Regions from separate parts of the Mus musculus genome. Here all the other regions are linked to region 2. A link is a contact called in public HiCAR-type and promoter capture Hi-C data. All regions are on one chromosome and are shown on one strand. Each heading gives the region's core, a stretch centred on a gene start, on an enhancer-like site or on the middle of the called end of the contact. The rest is flanking DNA. Distances are from core to core; before and after follow the strand shown.

Region 1 (2,833 bases), core at 57-2,556, 1.3 Mb after region 2:
GCTACTGTAATAGTAATTCGAACAATTGTTAAGATCCACACTTCAGACAAGCGAGTAATGGGCAAAGCATCCTTGTCTCCCCAAGGAGTTAACCAGCTAGAAATGAGGGGGAGGGGTGGGGGAGAATGAGCCTGAGGCAGCTATGGACCGATCTCTGCAAAGGAATTACAAGAAAGTCATTTATGCCTCTTTCAAACCTGCTCTGCTGGCAGGGTAGGGACATAAATGATCACATCCCAGCTGAGAGACCACTTCCCCTCGGGAGACCTCACAGGAGAGGGGTGATGCTTAGCCACGGGTTTCCACCGAATCTCCCAAATCCCAAATCAGGGGTGGGGGTGGGTGGAAATGCGCGGGGGTTGTGGGCGGGGGCACCAAGAGCTGCGACTGCCTGCTCTGTGCACAGCACAGTCTTCCACAAAGCTCCACCAGGAAGGCAAAATAACACCGTGGTGTCCCGGGAATACGCAAGGTGGGTCACTTAGAATTGTCAGAAAGGGGAGTAGTGGAGGAGGGAGGCAGCCTATGGCCAATTGGCCATGCTTTAGCGCTGTAAGGAGTGTATACCCATAGCTGGTGGCTTGGGGGAGCAGTCAGACCCATTTGCTTTTCAGTGAGAGCACAGATCCGGGTGTCCACTCCCCAGGTAGCTTTATTTCTGGGCTAGGAGACCGAGGCTGAGTCAATGCATCCCCCTGCGGTGCATGCAAGCAGGTGAGGAGATGGTGGTTGGGCTAAGCGAGCTAGCTGCGGTAGGGTCACCATCGTACTCGCAGGCATTCTGCTGGAAGACCCAGGTGGCCAGTGAGGTGGGTTTCTCTCAGGAAGAGGCGCGGCTGCGTCGGACACCCCAGGGAACTCGCTGCTCCGCAACTTTGCCAGGTGCTCAGAAACAGCCCTTCGCTTTATCCAGGGCAGTCACCCAGAGGGCCAGGGGGCAGCGAGTGATAGAAGACGCCGGGCTGGGTGGGCGAGACCCAATTGCAAGGGTACTGTTAGCACCGAAAGGGAACATAACACCTGGAAGGGAAGGGTACCGCAGCCTAGCACTCGGGTCTCCGAGTTCGCATAGGACAGGTCCTGATGGCACCTGCTGCGCCCTAGTCACCTCCTTATTCCTAACCTCTGTCAACACTACTCCCGAACCCAGCAGGCGCTCCTTTCCAAGGAACTAGAGGAGGTAGGCTAAAAGGGTGGCAGAAAGGGGTGGGGACAGTAGAGAGACAGTCCCAGCCTTCCCCGCCCTCCACCCCCACCACAACTCAGCAGCCGTCACGTGGTACCCGGAGTGGGAGGGGTGGGGGCAGAAGAGGCGAGACTTTTTTGGGTGCTCCGGATCGCCAGTAGTTCTTCAAGCCTCAGCAGCCAACTCCTCCGGAGGCGCTGCGCTCCGCCCCAGGGAGCGCGAATCCAAGGAGCCTGGGACCAGCCTCTGGGAGCCCCCGGCGCGGGCGATGCGGGCGCCGCGGGCGACACCTGCGGCTCCTCTCGGTGGCAGCCGTCGCTTGGGCGGCAGCAGCGCGAGCCTCGGCAGCCTCGGCAGCTACTGTCGCCGCGGCCAGAACAGCCTCCGCTGCGGTCGTGGTCTCTGATGCTCTTGCCCGCTCCCGGCCCTGCCGATCCGGGAGGATGTGGGTTCTCGGCATCGCAGCAACTTTTTGCGGATTGTTCTGGCTTCCAGGTAAGAAGATGAAGAGGCCAGCTGCCTGGCCAGACACGCTCCTGCTATCTCGCCAAGCGTCCCTGCTCTCAGCCCCAGTGCGCCCAGCTGTGGTCCGCGCTGCGCTGGGGCTACCCAGCGGGAGTTTGGTGCTGGAAACTGAGACCAAAGGCGCTAGACTGGGACGCTCTCCAAGTCCCGCGCTGCAGGAGAGCCGAGAGCGGCAGATTGGCGCGACTCTTGGCTGCAGCTGCGTGGGGTACACAGTCGGGGATACAGAGCTGGGATTGGGGAGGGTCCTTGAGTTGGGCGAGACAGGAAAAGGAGCGACAAGCCTCCAACCTAGTCAAGTTACCCAGTGTTTGTGGCCACCCAAGGGAGCGGCGACGCTGACAGGTGAGCGACTCGCCGGACAATCCTCTGCTGGGGGCGGGGGAGCAGCCCTTCCGGACTGAGTGAGCTAGCTGTGCTCTTCCTGCGATCGGTAGGGTGTTAGGAAGGGGCATGCGGCCCAAAGAGAAGCTCCCAGATCAGAGGAGAGCAACCAGGAAAATATGGTAAGTAACTGCTCCTGATCGCGGACTCTAAGCTATCAGAATTTTTTTCCAACAGCCATGTTTTTCAAAAAAAGGGGTCACAAGACAGGTCTAAAAGGGCTGCATTGTGGTGGTCCCTAAGCAGACGCGCACATCCAACGCAGGCACTCTCTCATTACATCCTCTCCAACCCTCAGCAGCAGCTGCCCCTGTCGCTGATCACAAGAAGGGAGCCTGAGCTGGAGGACTGAGCAGGGATACTTAGCATCCAGCACCTCCCCCCCCCCCCAGGTTGCAGGGTGGTCTCCAGGAAGCATCAGAGCCTCAGCCCATGAACGCTGACTTAAAAGATTAAATAAATAAAACCGAAAACGCGTCAGCCAATGCAATTATGAACGGTGCCAAAATAGTAATTAACCAATTTGTAGCCAATTAGTAATTAGGCTCAGACAGGAGCTCAAGCTTGTACCCCACTACTTTGATCTGGGATTTGAACTCTCACCGGTCTCTTTGCAACTTCTTGCGGAAAGGCCGGAGGGGTGTTATAGGAGCTGTTTGTGTCTAGAGAAGAAATGTAGGGTCTCTGGCAGGGCTTTATCCTCCTAGACCCTGGGAACTGATGCCGCCGCCCCCTGCT
Region 2 (2,967 bases), core at 416-2,915:
ACACACACACACGCGCGCACAGGCACACACACACACAGCTCAAGAGTGCTCCAAAAGCCACTGAACAAAAAAATACAAGCGCCACCCCTTCCCTCTTTCCCTGCGGTGGCTTTGTGTGTGACATCGACTGGGAGCGCGCGAATGTTGTCGGGCTCACACACCCCCTTCCACCCAACCTGCTCCCATCACAGAGTAAATGGGCGCGACTGAGCGCCCTGCGTTCCCTGAGAGTGGGTCCACCTGGCAGACCGACGCGTCACCAGGCCTCTGGTCTTCCACCCTCAGGGAGCAAGGGTATGACATCCACGCCCCCGTCTCCAGAGGCCAGAGTGGCTCTGGAAAGCAGAACCCTGGTGCCCGTCACAGGCCAGGCAGAGGCCGAGGGACGAGAAAGGGTGAACAAGAGGGTACAGAGATTCCCCACTCGCACACCCCCTACCCCCAATTTAGCGAGCTGCGGCCCCAAAGGGGACCAAAGAGGCTGGCCTGGCGACTCGGCAGGAAGTTCCCAGGACCGCACTGAGCATGCTCTGGGGGAGTGTGTACGCGGGTGTCGCCCTTACATCCCGCAGCCTCTGCCATCTCCCAGTCGTGGGTGCACGCCGGCAGGATCGCGGCCGGGGCGGGCTGTCCCTAAGGCTCTCTAGGTTACGAAGGGTCTTCTTGACCTTTCAGCCTGGAGCTTTGGATCTTTATATCCCTTCTCCCCAGGGACCTGGGGTCCCACTCTTCATTCTTCCTTCCAACTGGCTCAAGGCACATCTCACGCTGAGCTCTCGGATCCCCAGGACCCTAGCCCGGCCCACGCTGGCATCCTGGTTTCTGGTTTCATCGCGGTCCCAGCGTCCAAAATGCCAATCTCAGCTTCTCGCCTCCAGCCCACGCCACCCGAGCCCCTTCTGGACAGTTCCTTGGAAGCCTAAAAGCCTCAGAGGCTAGAGAAGATCTTCGGGGTCCCATGAGAGGGGATGCCTCTGAGCAGGTGGTGGACCCTCCAAGCGGGTCCCTCGGTTGTACTCTGGGGTTCCCACCCCCGTCCCAAATCAAACACGGCCAGAACATCCACCCACGCAGCCCCCGGTGTCAGCGTTGGGCCGGATAAGGGCTGCCTCATCTCCCCTAACATCCCCCACGCGTCCCCCCGCGATCCACAGTCCGTGCATCTCCCCGAAGGGGGATGGCGAGCTTCTGAATCGATCGCTCGACCCTGCAGCAGCTCTTACCTGCTAGTAGGGGAGCAGCAGAAGCACCATCAGTAGCAGTCGGGTTCACTCTCCAGCAGCCTTGCTCCAGGAACAGAGGTCCCAGGCACAGCCAGGAGCGGGGTCAGAGCGCCCCCTGAGACTGAGATGCGGCTACCTGGGCTAGATCGAGCCTGGGGCCGCCGCCGCCACCGCGGGAGCCGCAGGGCTGCCGGGCGAGCGGGCCTCGGCAGGGACGGTCTGAAAACTACCAGCCCTGTCGGGGCCGTGCGCAGCGCGTCCACCTTCCGCCCCTAGACGCAAGCAGGGACGTTCCTCCTGAGTCCAAACGATCAGGACAGAATGGTTAGGAGATCTTTTCGAGGTTTCTGCTACCCTTCCCGGATCGACCTACCCAACTTCTCTCAGCTTCTAGGCTCGCGCCGCTCTCCAAGGCAAAGGGATTCCGGGCCACGGACGTTCCGCAAATTCCCCGCCCACCCCGGCAGAGCGCTCAGCCAATTCGGAACGCCTCGGCTTCTCGGGGATCGTCTGCAAACTCTAGACCCTGTACAGGAGGACTTGAAGCCGCTCCATTCCGCAGCCCAAGGAGAAACAGGCAGAGAGCTAGACCGAGGGAGCTGAGTAAATAATACTCTAGCAAGGTCAGGGGCAGGGTACAATTACTGTTACATACAGTGCATTCTCCAGAGTGATGGTCTCTGGGCCTCCTCAGGACAGGGACCTTTCAGGAGTGAAACCAGTGGGGAGGAGATGGCGGGCTCAACTGTTTAGGGGGTCTTGCCAACTTTTAACAAACGCCCTGAGCTCCATTTTTATACTTTATAGAGTAGATTGGCAAAAACAGTAGGAATTTCTGTCCCGTGTCTTTTTTTTTTTAACTGAACAGATTTGTATTTGTTTATTTTGTGATGGGGGGGGGGGGGGGTGGTGCAGTCTTACCTAACCCAGACTGGCCTCGATGAACTTGCTTTTAACAGAGCATACCCTCGAACTCTGGATCTTCTTGCCTCCATCTCCTGAGTACAGGAATTACAAGCATCACACCCTTGGCTTTGGTGACCCTGAGCAAGTCATTTATCCGGATCCTCTTAGCGGCTCTATTAATGAGGGCAATAACGGCTGCTCCATGACATTATTGTGAAAATGTAATGAAATATTTGTAAAGGGTTTGGCAGTGACTGGTACACAGTAGGCACACAATTTTTCTAATGTGCTTCTTTTTCTCTGCTCAGTCTGCGTTTTATGAGCAGCCTGGACAGCTTAACACCGTACTCTTGTAAATTCAAACAGAAATAAAACACATCTCCTGCCCTGAGGGCACCACAATGAAACACTGACTAGCAAGCAATATTCAATCGGCCACCCTCCAGGGAGCTGGCCGTGCATTTACATCACGGAGCATTATAGATCCTGGTTAAGTGTTGTCTGGAATGGAAGGAGGGTGGACTGATGGATTACCCGGGGTGTAAATGACAGGAAGTTCTGCTCCTGTGAGCCATCGCTATATCCAGTTACAGTAGAAGGGTTTATCCTGCAGAATTTCTTCAACCTTGTTTCACAGCTCCGTTCTTAGGCTAATTTCACCCTAACTTGCCCCCCTCCACATCCCCGGCAGAATTATTTTAAACCTGGGGATTATAGAATTTTGGATTTTTTTTTTTAACACTAGAAACAATTTAGTTCCTCTTCTGCGTTTTGTGAAGTAGCCCTCTCGGCTACACAGCCAGTGAGTAAGAGCTCTTGACACCCAGGTCCTTCATAG
Region 3 (2,706 bases), core at 1-2,500, 1.0 Mb before region 2:
AGTTGGCACATGTCTGGAAAACTACATTTTAGGTTAGAAGAGAGGAAGAATCAGGACTGAGTATGTACTTTAAAAACTATGTTAAAAGTTAAAAAAAAAAAAGGTCAACTTGTAATAAAGTAATTATTGCACCTCAGTTCCCTCTGAGTACTATGATAAAAGAGTACCATCTGTGAGCTCAAGTTTATGTTTCGGGAACATTCTAAGACATCAGGTGGTTTCTTTGTGGCTTACCGATGACACAGCTTTCTTGACAGCTCACAACTTTCTAGACCCAGTTGTCTGCCTAGTGGCCTGTCCCAACCACACCCGCACACCAAGAATTAAAAGGTCCAAGCTGCCAGAAGAGGAGATCCCAGAGGACCAAGAAGGGGAACACCAGGGCTGGGGGTCTTGGGGGGGGGGGTCTGCCTGCGACAACCCGATTGCCAAGGCCTGCAGGGCGCGACTCCTCGCAGGGTTCAGTGATTGGGGACAGGGCCTGGACGCGCTTCCCACACAGATGCAGACAGGTCACGCCGGAGTCCCCAACAGACCCCAGAAGCACCAAGTGGCACTGGGCCCGCCCGCGGCCTGGAGAGGCTTGGCGTCTGGGTCGGCCCCGCAGCGGAGCAAGCCTGGAGCCTTATAAAAAAAAAAAAAAAAAAAAAAAAAAGCTGTACTGGCCCGGACAGGAGACGAGCGGCCCCGAAGAGACCGAGTGGACTGGGCGACAGGGTCTTAGGCTGTCTGAGCCCGGCCCACCTTAGCTCCTCCTGCCTAGCTCACTCGACGCTAACGAGAATCCAGAACAAGATCAAAGCGCCACCGTTCTCGGGCCCTCTCCCCAGTCACCTGCCACGAACACCACGAAGACCGCGCCGCTCCTCTTAGCAGACGCGATGGCCGCCGGGATGGCGCCCTGGAACCACAGCATCGTCCCCTTCAGGCCCAGGCGCTCGCTCGGTGTGTCGTCGCCGCGGTGCCACAGCCGACCCCGCCCTCCTGGTTCTTTGGCCTCGTGGCCCCGGCAACCACCGGCTAATCCGGGCCCCGGTCTGAGGACCCAGCCAGCCCGTACGCCCGACAGCCACCCCCTGGGGACGCGCACCGGAGCGCGCTTGGCAAGAAAAGTACGCCCCTGTGTCACGTGACGACGACACTCCTCGTCAGGGGTCGCGCGCCCCGGTGCCTGGTCGGCTAGGTAAGTCCGTAAGTGCGCGCCCCCGCGAAGCCTCGGGTTCCGACTCCAGGAAGTGGAAGGAAGTATCAGGAAGGATGACTAACCGCTACGGCACGTTGACGTCGCCTGCAGTGAGGCTTCCTGGGAATTGTAGTCTTCCGAGGCTTGTTAATTTGCGGAAAGGTAAACTGTGGGCTCAAAGCATGGCGAGAGTGAGCATAGTGAGCACATCAACGCTGTAAGAGTAAATGCTAGGTATCGAGTTGCTGTCACCCTCTGACTTCTGCAAGCAATCTGCTCCACAAATAAACAAGCTTTACGGGGCTTGACCCGAAGCCTTTGGTTTTTATTTAATTTGACCCTGTGAAAAAGATGGGATTCAGAGGGGCGTGGCAAACCACGCATTTAATCCCAGCAATCCGAAAGCAGAGGCCTGCCTGCCTGTATGAGATGGACAGCTTAGTCTACAAGGTGAGTTCCGCGGACTGTCAGGATTTGTACAGAGACCCTGAATAACAAACAAACAAACAAACAAACAAAAACCAACCAACCAACTTACCAAAAACCCCAAACAAACAAAAGAAAAAGACCGGCTAGAGGTACAACAGTGTTCCTCCTCGCCCGCCTCCCACCCCGCAGTACCACATAGGCCCCTTATCTGAAGGGTAAGCGAAGTGGCAGAATGCTGGCTTTTGGCTATAATGTGCATTTACTAACTGGATCACATTGTAAAACCTTCAGCCACTATGCTATGCTATTGAAAAAACTTATTTATTTTTAATTCTGTGAAGACAATCCTCCTACCTGTACCATCCAGCGTGTACCATCTTGGCTGGCTGTACTTAACTTGTATGAATATCATGTAAAGAAAATATTTCTGTTGTTTCCTTGAGTGATAGAGTAAAGAAAGTCTAAATGGAGTAGAATCAACTTGTGTATAGGCCAGTAAGAAAATAAATTAATAACTATGTAAGGTTTATGGATGCATACGAAATCAAAATGGAAGAAAAAACATTTGCACAAGTTTCTAGTGTTTGGTTTCGGACTTGGGGACAAGGGACTGAGGTGCATATTTTCCACACCAAAGCAGACCTGGCCTCCAGGTTCTCCCAGCATCCCTCAGTCCATACCCTGCCTCCAACTTTGAACTTCCCAGTCCAGATCTCTCTCTCTCTCTCTCTCTCTCTCTCTCTCTCTCTCTCCTTGCCCATTCCCACTCCCCCCCCTTCTCTCTTACTATATATCTTCCTCCACTAGCTGCTCCCCTCTCCCTGGTGGCAACTTCCTTGGCCTTGATCCTTGGGGCCAGTGAACTCGCCGACCGAGAGCGGTTTCCCAAAAACCTGCCTTTAATATAATCTAATCTGGCTTAAATTGGCCAATTTCTCCTATCTTCCTTCAAATATATATATATATTTAACTACTTTGATATCCCTTTTCTGCTTCGAAGGCAGATACAAGTGACTAATACAAAGCAGCATTAGTGGCAGGACGTGGAAACAGCTACCCCAGTTCGTGAGCACCTCCATTTATTACTAGCACAA

The links. HiCAR-type assays count read pairs that join an accessible place to other places. Capture Hi-C pulls out chosen DNA fragments and counts their contacts.
Region 1: a HiCAR-type map of astrocytes shows a contact between it and region 2, with 4 times the contacts expected there. The contact joins the promoter of Lypd1 here to the promoter of Mgat5 in region 2. A contact is called at or near these places in 1 of 39 promoter capture datasets (cranial neural crest) and 1 of 115 datasets of contacts at active chromatin or transcription factors (astrocytes).
Region 3: a promoter capture Hi-C map of adipose tissue shows a contact between it and region 2, with 2.7 times the contacts expected there. The contact joins the promoter of Ubxn4 here to the promoter of Mgat5 in region 2. A contact is called at or near these places in 2 of 39 promoter capture datasets (liver and pre-B cells), 3 of 484 Hi-C or Micro-C datasets (all in CD4 T cells), 1 of 115 datasets of contacts at active chromatin or transcription factors (double positive thymocytes) and 2 of 9 other capture datasets (adipose tissue and liver).

Annotation. Positions count from the first base shown.
Region 1 is chr1:125,910,687-125,913,519 of GRCm38.p6, reverse strand. It overlaps Lypd1 (Ly6/Plaur domain containing 1), which reads left to right and starts at 1,306. Exons shown (of 3, transcript NM_145100.4): 1 at 1,306-1,681. The coding sequence starts at 1,630.
Region 2 is chr1:127,203,684-127,206,650 of GRCm38.p6, reverse strand. It overlaps Mgat5 (mannoside acetylglucosaminyltransferase 5), which reads right to left and starts at 1,665. Exons shown (of 18, transcript NM_145128.3): 1 at 1,224-1,665.
Region 3 is chr1:128,242,681-128,245,386 of GRCm38.p6, reverse strand. It overlaps Ubxn4 (UBX domain protein 4), which reads right to left and starts at 1,250. Exons shown (of 13, transcript NM_026390.3): 1 at 835-1,250. The coding sequence starts at 916. It overlaps Gm41949 (a long non-coding RNA gene), which reads right to left and starts at 828. Exons shown (of 2, transcript XR_878509.3): 1 at 745-828; 2 at 1-624.